4 separate regions of the Mus musculus genome follow, and regions 1, 3 and 4 are each linked to region 2. Evidence: chromatin contacts called from public HiChIP or PLAC-seq and promoter capture Hi-C data. All regions are on one chromosome and are shown on one strand. Each heading gives the region's core, a stretch centred on a gene start, on an enhancer-like site or on the middle of the called end of the contact. The rest is flanking DNA. Distances are from core to core; before and after follow the strand shown.

Region 1 (2,700 bases), core at 126-2,625, 2.1 Mb after region 2:
AGAAAATGGTGTTAACTACTGGCATAGCATGGAAATACCCTTTGAAAGGCACTTTTGTCAAGAGTGGTGGTGTAGACTATAATCCTAGCTCTCTGGAGGTGAGGGCATGAGGAATGCAAGATCCAGAAAGCCTGGGGCTTCACAGCTAGTGCCAAAGCCAGAGAACAAACCAAGAAAATCTTGTTTCAAAAATAATTAATTAAGATTTTTTTTAACTCTCCCCCGAGGATGGAGAGATGGCACAAGGGTTAAGGGTCATTCCTTCAGCAACCACATTGGGGCAGCTCACAATCTGTAACTCAATTCCCAGAGCTGGCCTCTGATGCACCAGACACCTCGTGGTGCACATACACACATGCAGGTACACTCATACACATAAAAATAAGCAAATTCTCACCCCACCCCACCCGTAATTGTGCAAACCCACGGAGTGAAAGCACACGAAGTCTCCACCTTGATAATTGCTCGTGAATATTGTAAGTGACCAACACTCTGTTGGAAACCAAACGGGGCAAACCACCAGTTAAAACTAGAAGAGGAAGGAAGTGGGGGGCGGAAGGGGGTAGTGTAGAAGGTAAGTTGGACAGAAAACAGTGGCAATGGGTATCCTACTCAGAAACTTGTGCAAACATAACGAATAGAAGACAGTAATTTCCTGAGGTTCCAAGTAAGAGTTAAAAAAAAAAACTCTACGCGCATATTGTAGCCGAATATTTTTCTCTCTCAGGAATACTTAAGGTAGAGGGCTGGGGAGAAGGCGGGAGGTGGAGACCCAAAAGTCTTCTCGGGCTAGGTCAGGACTAAGATTACTACTCAACAGGCAGAACTCTAATGCTCCCCTCATGTTGTGTGCGGGGGCTCCCGGCCTGACGGGGAGAAGGGACAGAGGGACCGCCATCGATACAAACTTGTAAAAGCAGACGCGTTAACCGAGGCGCAGACACATGGTTGCCGTGGATACCAAGCCACGTACCCAACTGGGTTAGGACCCGCTCTTTAAGACAAGCAAGGGTCGTGGGCTGGGGACATAGGGATCGGGGAGGGACTGTCCTTCCCGCGACGTTGCCCTGGGCCTTGGTCCTCCCAGGCGCCTACCGCATAGAGGAGCACACTGCTAGGGCTGGCCGAGCCGACCGAGAATCGGGAGCTGGAGGAGCTAGGAACGTCCATGGCGCGGCTGCCGTCCCTGGCGGGGCCTGGGCTGGTCTGCTACACGGCTGTAGTGCAGCCGCTGGGGGCGGTTCTTTCGCACGGGGCGGCTCCCGTCTGCCCAGGACAGTGGCACTCCGTACGGCCACTGCACGGGACCCCGGGCACCGCCATCTTAACCAGGCCCGAGGCCGCGCAGGGACCGTGACGCACGCGCAGAAGCCGCGCCGGAAGCGGAAGTGGTGGGCACTGGGCGGGATCTGGGGGGGTCTCCGTGCTGATTCCCATGGCGGCGGAGCACGATTCGGACTCCGTTGAGCCTCCTGGTTCGGAGGCACTCCTGGACGCCGTTCTGCGGACCCTCTACGACCTGGGTGAGCGTAGCTCCTGGGAGGAGGCGGCCAAAGACAGTGAAACGCATCCCGAGGCGGCGGGACCACGGCCCACGTGGTCTCCTGGAGCCATGTCCGCAAGCGCTACCCTCTCCGGGACCTTCTCCCCCACTTGTTGGCCGACCTTTTGCTCTCCTTCTCACTGTGCAGGAAAATAAAATCAGAGATGGTTACTAAAGGCAGGCCACTCGCAGAAGGACAGGCACTGGCAGGCAGAAGAGCTCACGTTGATTGCCTGACTTTTAGAACCAGACACGTAACAAACGCTGTATTGTTTTTATTTTGGAGCGGTTGCTCAAAATTCCAAGCTCACTTACACGATTAAAAAGCAAAAGCAAGCTGAGAACTTGGAAGAACGTACCAGGTGTACATGTACATGCATTTTTGTGTGTTTCCCTCATTAACTGTCAGAGCAACCCATATATGTACACACATCTTCATAAAGGTCCTCCTTAAGAGCTCGAGTCTCAAGGTCTAGGGCCTGATGTCACATTCTGCGCTGTGTTAGGTTCTTTGTGTCCACCGACAACACTTGGCCTCCGACTTTCACAAGTTTGTTTGTTTGGGTTTTTTTTTTTTTTTTCTTTTTGGTTTTTCAAGACAGGGTTTCTCTGTGTAGCCCTGGCTGTCCTGGAACTCACTCTGTAGACCAGGCTGGCCTCGAACTCAGAAATCCGCCTGCCTCTGTCTCCCAAGTGCTGGGATTAAAGTCGTGCGCCGCCGCCACCACCACCACCTGGCTGACTTTCACAAGTTTTAAGACTAATTTTTAAAATCCTAGATACAGTTGATATTCACACATGCAGGAATTCATTACGGTAGTTACTTCCCAGCTACCTGGACTTTACCTATTCATTTTTATATCTATACTGGCAGAGTTACATTGGCCACAAGTACACAGCTAGTATTCAGAAAGCTCCTGGGCCCATACTGTAGGTCAGTACTGAGGCTTAGACGCCTGATTGAAATTTCAGATCACTGTTGAGAGTCTGAGCAGAAGAAACAAACTGAAGATGAGAAATAGAGTAGAAAGTAAAGGTATTCAAATTAAAGCAATTAAAGTTTAGCTGGATTCCCTTTAAATCCAAAACCGAAGGAAAACAAGAAGAACCCGGACATGTACCTGTAACCCTGCAGTGTGGTAAAAAGACATGCTAGT
Region 2 (2,784 bases), core at 252-2,751:
TGTGAGTGAGCAGGTTATATACATGCATAGATGTAACTTTATTTAATATGTGTATGATGTGAATGTGGAGGCCAGAAGAAAACTCTGGAGTTTTCTCCTTCCAAAGCATGGACTCACTCAGCCATCTCACTGGCCCTAGATACTTTGGAATTCGGTACTGTGTAACTGTTGAAATTCCTCCTTTAGAATGTGTGTGCTACTATGATTGTGTAAATCATTAAAAAATGTATTTTGTAGGAAATTTTCTAAAGATGCTTAGTGTAATTTCTTGGTACGTTCTATCTGATAAAATACTTAATAGCCACAAGACTATGTATATAAGTGGTCAAGAGTGGATAGAAGTTGGCTTTGTTATAAAAGTGCTGGCTAAGTACTGATTAGTCATGAGTATGAAACATTTTTTTCTTGTAAACTTTTTTTCTCCCTTAACATAGCTTCAAAAAATCCTTAAAGGGGCTAGAGAGATGGCTCAGCAGTTAAGAGCACTGGCTATTCTTCCAGAGGTGCTGAGTTCAATTCCCAGCGACCACACGGTGGCTCACGACCATCTGTAATGCTATCTAATGCTCTTTTCTGGTACGAAGGTGTACATGCAGGTAGAGCACTCATATGCATAAATGAAAAAAAAAAGCATTCTTACAATGAGAGGTGCAGGAAAGGCTTGCATCGGCTACCTCTTATCACTGTACCCAATTCTCAGAGACTGCAGCATAGCTTGTCACTGTCCCAGGTTTCGATGTTTCCTCAGTGAAGGGAGCAGTTGCTGTACCAGACTGCCTTTCCTTCAAAAGCCAGCCACAAGTGTGGTGGGTGGGTTCGAGCATTAGTAACGAGCTGGTTGGGAATCTTGATGGGGGTTGTGGAGGAGGGAGAGAACGACAAGACTGCAGTTTAATGACGGCACAAATCAGGGCCACCCATAGACTTTTTTTTTTTTTTTTTTTGCCCTTCTGCATTCCTTACAGGTTAAATTTTTTTGAACGAATTAACCCATTTTTCTTCTCCGCACCAGGGCTACATCATAAAATTATTTTGCAGTCAATCATTGTGTCTAATCTCAGTCACAACGCAATTTACAAAGCAAATACTGCCAGATCAGGCGGCTCAGGTCTTCCTTTAAAACCACAGCTCAGAGGATGAGGCAAAAGGATTGCAGGTTCGAGGCCAGGGCAGACTACACAGCAAGTTCCAGACCCTACTATGCTACAAGGGGAGAGCCCGTCTCAAAAACCTAAAAAGCAAACGCATGCACTTCAAGTCACAGGCTTCCTGAAGGACACAGTGAGATGAGATGCTGTTCTCAGCCGGCTCCCACCTTCGTCTTTCATTAGCAAGGACAGTGGATTAGAGGCTTCTGACTCAGCACGCCACAAACACGTGCTGCCCCTGACCCCCTGGTCACGGGATGACGCACAAATCCTTCTGCAGTGCACGCCCCGCCCCCAGCTTGGCGTCTCAGCCGCGCAGACTGGGTCCATCTGCGCGTGCGCACCAGGCGTTCCCGCGCAGGCACCGCCGCGGACAGCCCGCCGCGGACCTTCCCCCGGGGTCCTCGCGCGCCGGAAGTCCTCGCGCTCGGCCTTTTCCGTCTGGACTGGAGGCAGGCGGCTGCGAGCGGCCGGCGTGCTCCGATCGGTCGGAGCTAACCGCTGCCAGGCGGGCTGCCGCGGCCCGGCGTACGCCCCAGTCGAGCGAAGATGGTGGGCCGGAACAGCGCCATCGCCGCGGGCGTGTGCGGTGCCCTCTTCATCGGGTACTGCATCTACTTCGACCGCAAAAGGCGGAGTGACCCCAACTTCAAGAACAGGCTTCGAGAACGTGAGTGGGCCCCGCGCGCCCCCGAGTGCTCCCCGGCGTCGCGCTCTTGCGGCCAGGGTCCCGCCTGTGCCCGCGGGCCTCCATCTTGGAGGCGACCTGGCTCCATCTTGCTGGCGGTGGAATGCATGCTGATTCGGGGGAGGGGTAGCACTTTTTTGCCTTTCCCCAGCTCTGTAATTCTGGGGGATGGGGGGTGGGAGACAGGTCTTTAGCTCAGGTTAAGGTGGTTATCCTCCAGTTTCAAGGTCTCACCACGCCCAGCTCCATTCCCCCCCACTCAACTTGTGTTGAAGACAGGGTCCTCCTGTGTAGCTCAGGCTGTAACCCGCGCTAGCCTCGACCTCGTGGCAGCCAGCACCACCACCACCTCCCCAGCCCCCCGCTTCAACCTAGTGCTGTGATAACAGGCACGAGCCTTTCTCTATAACAGTCACCGTTGAAAACAATCATTCTTTATGTGTGTTTACGACAGGGGACTGCTGCAGTTGGTAGGTCGGCTTCGAACTCTTGGTGCCTCTCATTGCTAGCTTTTCAGACGGGTGCCTACCCCGAAGGCGGTGGTGCTCTATTCAGCAAACCCGTCGACGGTGCTGCCCCAGCACTAGCACAGTGGGGTGTCGTCCTTGCATTCTTAAACCCTCTTGGCAGCTTTGCTCTGGTGCTTCCAAGATATGAGTGAATGCTAGACAAAGTGCGGGGGAGTCCAAAGGGCTGCGCTCCTCACGTGGCTCAGTCTTATTTCATACCTGCGACATCTTCAAAGAGTTTTACCGGAGGGAAATCTTGGCACGCCTTGGGAAGTCATGGACATGTGATCCACCCATGAATTTACAGAGACTCTTTATTTTTCAATATATAGTCTGAAAGCACATTTGTTGGAATAATCTGGCCTTTTTTGTTTCGCTTTCTTGGGGGCTGCAGTCAGTCAGTTACTCCATTCTCTCGAATTTCTAAATGAGTTTTTTA
Region 3 (2,927 bases), core at 243-2,742, 2.4 Mb after region 2:
ACATTGTGTGCCATCTCCTCACAGGCATCGCATCCAACAGAGGTATCACCTCAGTGTGAGTGAGGGAGACACAGGCAATGCCCAACCCTGAGGCAATGGCCCAGAACAGCTGCTGGCACAAGGCCTGCAGGAGGCCTGAGTTAAATGGTGAACAGTGAACACAGTAAGTTTTCTCACCTAAAGTAAAAACAGGCCACGATCCCCGGGCAAGCTTTCTTCCTCCAGACTCTTGTCCCTGTCATGTACCTTTGGCTCTTTTTTTTTAACCCTCTTTCCAAGGTATCCATAAGTCACAGGATGTAACAGGGGCTTTCTGAATCATTATTTCAAGCATCCCATTTGAACCTCATTTATTGGAGATGGCTCAGCAGTTAAGAGTGCTTACTACTTTAACAGAGGACCAGGGTTTGGCTCCCAGCACCCACAGGGCAGCTCACAAGCACCTGTAACTCCAGTTCTAGGGAACCCCACAGTCTTCTGGCCTCTGAGGGCTTCTGCACACACTGTGCACATAAACTCAGGAAGGCAGACACATACACACAAAAAAGCCTTTCACACATGGAAACCTACGTGGGCACAGTACAGAAGTCACATATAAATTAAAATCCAAACACCAAAACCTCAGCGCTTTCTTTGGCCATGTCAACTAAATGCAAATACCAGAACAGAGATAGGCCAATTAAGTCAGAGGGAAAAATTCGATTGTGAAAGGGGAGCAGGGTGCACACATGCAAACACAACACACACACACATACACACACACTCTATACAGTAAGACTTGGACTCGTTTGCTTAGTATTTTATGTGCCAAAGAGACAGAAAGAAATTCCTAACCTCGGAACCAGCTTTGAAATGGTCCCTCAAATCGCAACTATTAAATGGCACAAACTTTTAGCTCACAGTTGCCATTTCTGCCCTTAAGACAGGAGGATCGAGACCCGTCCGGGCTACAACTCAAAACCCTCCCTGTCTCGAGAAAGAAAGCGGGTGTAAATATGTTTGGGGTTGTTTTAAGTGACAACAGCGGAGAGGTACAACTAACAGGCTCAAAGCCTGCGCCGTTCGGAGGCTGTGCCTGCTCGGTGAAATGTTATCAGCCAAGTGTTTTCGGTTTAGATTTGTAAGCAGGGCCGCTGGGTTGCAGCGTGGCGAGGCTGTCAGGTTCCCACTTCTTAATGTCAGAGCGTTTTCAGCCTGGACACCCCTGCCACCTTCCATCCCACGTCCCTGACACCCGCCGGAGCCTCTGGGAACCACCGGGCCTCAGCGTCCGGCCAACTCAGCGGCGATCTGCCGGGTGCCCTCACCTTCATGAACTCGTCCTTATCGAAGCACAGCGTGTCCGGCCCCGTAGGCAGGTTCATCCTGCGTTTCTCCATCACGCCGGCCGCCGCCCCTCAAGGCCAAGACCGCAGGGGACGCGGCAGCCCAGCCCACCCCCAGCGTCCCAGCTCCACTTCCGCTTCCGCCAGTATGGCAGCAGCGAGCGACAGCCAATAGACGAGCGTCGCGGGCGGCTGCGCACTGTTGGTGATAAGAGCGGCGCCCTCGAGCCGGAAGCTCCCAGCCTGGCGCTACTGCCTCCGGGAGTCGAGCGTGGTACTGCAGCCTCACGCATGCACCGAGGCAGCTGGCCTGGGAGAAAAGTCAAGAACCAGGACAGCCTTGTTCTTTTCTCCTGGTGAGGAGAGAAAACGTCACTGCCCTTAAAGATGGTCAGAGGAAAGTGATCCCTTTGTATTTCAGTTTAGACCAAACAGGACACCATCCCTCTAACTGAATGTTGGGGTAAAATTCAGAGACCCTATCGCCTGAGCATGTGCTGGATAGGCTGGACTGCAGCCGATGTCCCTAACATGTTGGTTTGTGTGTAGCAAAGAAGTCTTGCTTTCTTGTTAATATTTTATTCTTATTACCAAATCTTTCACCCTCACAAGTTTAGGCAACGTGAACTCGCCATACGCTGACCATGCTCTAGTAACCCCCAGCCTGTCTCCAGGTCCTCTTTACCCAGGCTACCACCACCATCATAGCTGTCATGGGAAGATATTGTTAGAACACTTCACCAACACCTTATTTAGCGATTCCTCCTGTAAAAGATCAAACAAAGCCCTTCTTGCCAACTCAAAGTATTATCCTCGAACCTAACAAAGCGAACAGTTCTCTGCTGTTATTATTAGTCTGAGAGATGTGGCATTCAGCCTCTCGCTATAATTTCAGAGTGGCAAATTGGAGGTACCAAGGGAGGGACCCGAGGTGCTCGCCAAGAGAGAAACAAAGACTCCTGGGAAACCTGCCTGATTCCTAGAAGCTTGGGGCTAGAACTTGCTGTTCCCTTCTGATATTTTCCTCCATCCTTTATCAAAGAACCTGACTGTGTTCAGCCTAGTGTGCTAACCCTGGAATTGCTGCAAAGATTCAGTGGTGTACTGGCTGGCTTTGCGTGTCAAATTGACACAAGCTAGAGTCATCAGAGAGAAGAGAGTCTCAGCTGAGGAAATGCCTCCATGAGATCCAGCTGTAAGGCATTTTCTCAATTAGTGCTCTGTGAGGGAGGACCCAGCCCACTGTGGGTGGGGCCATCCCTGAGCTGGTGGTCCTGGGTTCATTAAGAAATCAGGCTGAGCAAGCCATGGGAAGCAAGCTAACAAGCAGCACCCTCCATGGTTTCTGTATCAGCTCCTGTTCTAGGTTCCTGCCCTGCTTGAGTTGCTGTCCTGACTTCCTCCAATGATGAACTGTGATCTGAAAGTGTAAGCCAGATAAACCTTTTCCTCCTCAACTTGCTTTTTGATCATTGTGTTTTGTTGAAGCCATAGAAACCCTAACTAAGACATGGTGTTTTGTTGCAGCCATAGTTAGCCTGGTACCCTAACTGAGACAAATTGGTACCGGGAATGGGGTATTGCTGTGACAGACCTGACTTC
Region 4 (2,702 bases), core at 61-2,560, 2.0 Mb after region 2:
CAAACCTTAGTCTGGCATGGTGGTGCAGGCCTTTAATCCCAGCACGTGGAAGGCAGATGCAGGAGGATCTCCGAGTTCCAGGCCAGCCTGGTCTACAGAGTATGTTCCAGGACAGCCACAGATACATAGTGAGGCCCTCTCCCCTCTCCCCACAAAAAAGGGGGTGGGGGTGGGCAGCAAATCCCTAACAGTTCTTGGGCAAGAACTGTTTCACAAGAAAACGTCCCTGATGGGAGGATGGCTTTCCTGAGTGGGTCACTTGGCTTCAGAGAGTTAACACTTGCTAACCCTCACCCACTGTCACCCTCTCCCCTCCGCACAGGCATACATGGGCACTTCTCCCAAAACAGTCACAGGGCTGGTATGAGGTTAGAAGTACACTACGTCTTAGCCTGCTTTACCTCAAGCTGCTATGTGACAGTGTATGTGCGGGGCAGATTACTATCTCGAATAGGATTTCTCAAACTCTGATAAGGGATCCGGCTGGTTCATCACTGAGGGACGTTGGGCCCGGGACTGGGGAGTGGGCACGTTTCCCGGCGACCTCTCCCTGCGCCGCGAGGCGGGGACACCAACGACAATTTAGCGGCCTGGCCCTTCCCGACGTTCCGAGCCGTTCGCGGACGCACTCACAGGGTCATGCGCACACTCCACTTCACCTCCACCGCCTCCAGCTGACCCCAGAAGAAGCGATCGTTAAACTGCAGGAAGAGCGCCTGCAGGTCTGGGGTGGGGTCCACCAGCTCCCAGGACGCGTCCACCAACGACACGGGCTCCCGCGCCGCCGCCGCGCGCCGCGCCATCTGCACGTCCCACTCCTCCTGCAGCCGCAACGCGACCACCAGATCCTCGTCCATCCCGCTACTCCCACCTCGGCCGCTCCCAAGACGCCGGTCGGGCTCGTGCGGCGCACGGATCTCGCGAGGCCTCCCGGCCCTGCTGTCAGGGCGCGCGGGCTAGCCTCGAACGCCTAACCGAAGGTGGCTCGGCGCTGCCCCGCGGGCACAGGCTTAGGAACGCTGGGCTCGGGCTGGGGACGGCTTTAGGCAGCCGGTTGTCTCCTGACAGCCGCTGAGGTCCGGCGACACACGTCAAGTCTGGTCCGTGCCGGACCCTCCTCTGACTTCCGTGCTGGCTCGTCCGCGCACGCGCCTTAAGACGCTGCCGTTTCCGCGCAGGCGCATTGTCCGCACTCCGCCCCGGGCGCAGGCGCAGTGCGAGCGGCTCGACTCTGGCACAGGCGCAATGCAGCGCTCGGCTCCGGCGCAGGCGTTTGGGTGTTGCTCCCGCCCCGCTTCCTCCGCTGCCTTCTCCACCGGGCTCGGGTGGGGCCCGGAGGCGGCGAGTAACAGCCACTGCGGGCCGCGGGAGCAAGACGAGTGGCAGCCATGTCGGACAGCGGGGCGAGCCGCCTGCGGAGGCAGCTGGAGTCGGGGGGCTTCGAGGCGCGGCTGTACGTGAAGCAACTGTCGCAGCAGTCGGACGGCGACCGCGACCTGCAGGAGCACCGGCAGCGGGTGCAGGCGCTGGCAGAGGAGACGGCACAGAACCTGAAGCGCAACGTCTACCAGAACTACCGGCAGTTCATCGAGACGGCGCGGGAGATCTCCTACCTGGAGAGCGAAATGTACCAGCTGAGCCACCTGCTGACTGAGCAGAAGAGCAGCCTGGAGAGCATCCCGCTGGCACTGCTGCCCGCCGCCGCCGCGGGCGCCTCTGCGGGTGAGGACACGGCCGGCGCGGGGCCGCGGGAGCGCGGGGCGGTCCAGGCGGGCTTCCTGCCCGGGCCGGCGGGCGTCCCTCGAGAGGGTTCCGGGACGGGCGAGGAGGGCAAGCAGCGAACGCTCACCACGCTGCTGGAGAAGGTGGAGGGCTGCAGGGACCTGTTGGAGACGCCAGGTCAGTACCTGGTGTACAACGGGGACCTGGTGGAATACGATGCGGACCACATGGCCCAGCTGCAGCGCGTGCACGGCTTCCTCATGAACGACTGTCTGCTGGTGGCCACCTGGCTGCCACAACGGCGAGGCATGTACCGCTACAACGCACTCTACCCGCTGGACCGCCTGGCGGTGGTCAACGTCAAAGACAATCCGCCCATGAAAGACATGTTCAAGCTTCTCATGTTCCCCGAGAGCCGAATCTTCCAGGCGGAAAATGCCAAGATCAAGCGCGAGTGGCTGGAAGTGCTGGAGGAAACCAAGAGGGCCCTCAGCGACAAGAGGAGGCGGGAGCAGGAGGAGGCAGCAGCCCCGCGTGCGCCACCACCGGTCACTTCCAAGGGCAGCAACCCGTTTGAGGACGAGGATGATGAAGAACTGGCCACCCCTGAGGCGGAGGAGGAAAAGGTTGACCTTTCCATGGAGTGGATCCAAGAGCTGCCGGAAGACTTGGATGTTTGTATTGCACAGAGGGACTTTGAGGGTGCCGTGGACTTGCTGGACAAATTAAATCACTACCTGGAAGATAAGCCCAGCCCACCTCCTGTGAAAGAGCTGAGGGCCAAAGTGGACGAACGAGTGCGACAGCTCACCGAGGTGCTTGTGTTTGAGCTCTCCCCGGATCGCTCTCTGAGAGGCGGCCCCAAGGCTACTCGGAGAGCCGTGTCTCAGCTGATCCGGCTGGGCCAGTGCACGAAGGCTTGCGAGCTGTTTCTGAGGAACAGGGCCGCAGCCGTGCACACTGCCATCCGCCAGCTCAGG

What was found. Promoter capture Hi-C pulls out the DNA fragments that hold promoters and counts their contacts. HiChIP or PLAC-seq counts read pairs in DNA pulled down with a chosen protein or histone mark.
Region 1: a contact with region 2 is called in a promoter capture Hi-C map of pre-B cells. The contact joins the promoter of Gnpat here to the promoter of Tomm20 in region 2. A contact is called at or near these places in 2 of 39 promoter capture datasets (liver and pre-B cells) and 2 of 9 other capture datasets (embryonic stem cells and liver).
Region 3: a contact with region 2 is called in a promoter capture Hi-C map of pre-B cells, with 2.9 times the contacts expected there. The contact joins the promoter of Cog2 here to the promoter of Tomm20 in region 2. A contact is called at or near these places in 2 of 39 promoter capture datasets (liver and pre-B cells).
Region 4: a contact with region 2 is called in an H3K27ac HiChIP or PLAC-seq map of extraembryonic endoderm stem cells, with 21 times the contacts expected there. The contact joins the promoter of Exoc8 here to the promoter of Tomm20 in region 2. A contact is called at or near these places in 1 of 39 promoter capture datasets (pre-B cells), 1 of 115 datasets of contacts at active chromatin or transcription factors (extraembryonic endoderm stem cells) and 1 of 9 other capture datasets (liver).

Annotation. Positions count from the first base shown.
Region 1 is chr8:124,861,708-124,864,407 of GRCm38.p6, reverse strand. It overlaps Gnpat (glyceronephosphate O-acyltransferase), which reads right to left and starts at 1,375. Exons shown (of 16, transcript NM_010322.3): 1 at 1,096-1,375. The coding sequence starts at 1,170. It overlaps 2810004N23Rik (RIKEN cDNA 2810004N23 gene), which reads left to right and starts at 1,379. Exons shown (of 7, transcript NM_025615.2): 1 at 1,379-1,523. The coding sequence starts at 1,436.
Region 2 is chr8:126,944,638-126,947,421 of GRCm38.p6, reverse strand. It overlaps Tomm20 (translocase of outer mitochondrial membrane 20), which reads left to right and starts at 1,501. Exons shown (of 5, transcript NM_024214.2): 1 at 1,501-1,818. The coding sequence starts at 1,698. It overlaps LOC115486982 (a long non-coding RNA gene), which reads left to right and starts at 1,825. Exons shown (of 2, transcript XR_003947623.1): 1 at 1,825-2,784. LOC115487043 (a small nucleolar RNA gene) reads left to right here and starts at 2,442; the gene lies at 2,442-2,575. It overlaps Rbm34 (RNA binding motif protein 34), which reads left to right. Exons shown (of 11, transcript NM_172762.3): 11 at 1-250.
Region 3 is chr8:124,519,332-124,522,258 of GRCm38.p6, reverse strand. Cog2 (component of oligomeric golgi complex 2) reads right to left here and starts at 1,492. Exons shown (of 18, transcript NM_029746.3): 1 at 1,308-1,492. The coding sequence starts at 1,379.
Region 4 is chr8:124,896,313-124,899,014 of GRCm38.p6, reverse strand. Exoc8 (exocyst complex component 8) reads left to right here and starts at 1,310. Exons shown (of 1, transcript NM_198103.2): 1 at 1,310-2,702. The coding sequence starts at 1,389. Sprtn (SprT-like N-terminal domain) reads right to left here and starts at 1,121. Exons shown (of 5, transcript NM_001111141.2): 1 at 634-1,121. The coding sequence starts at 857.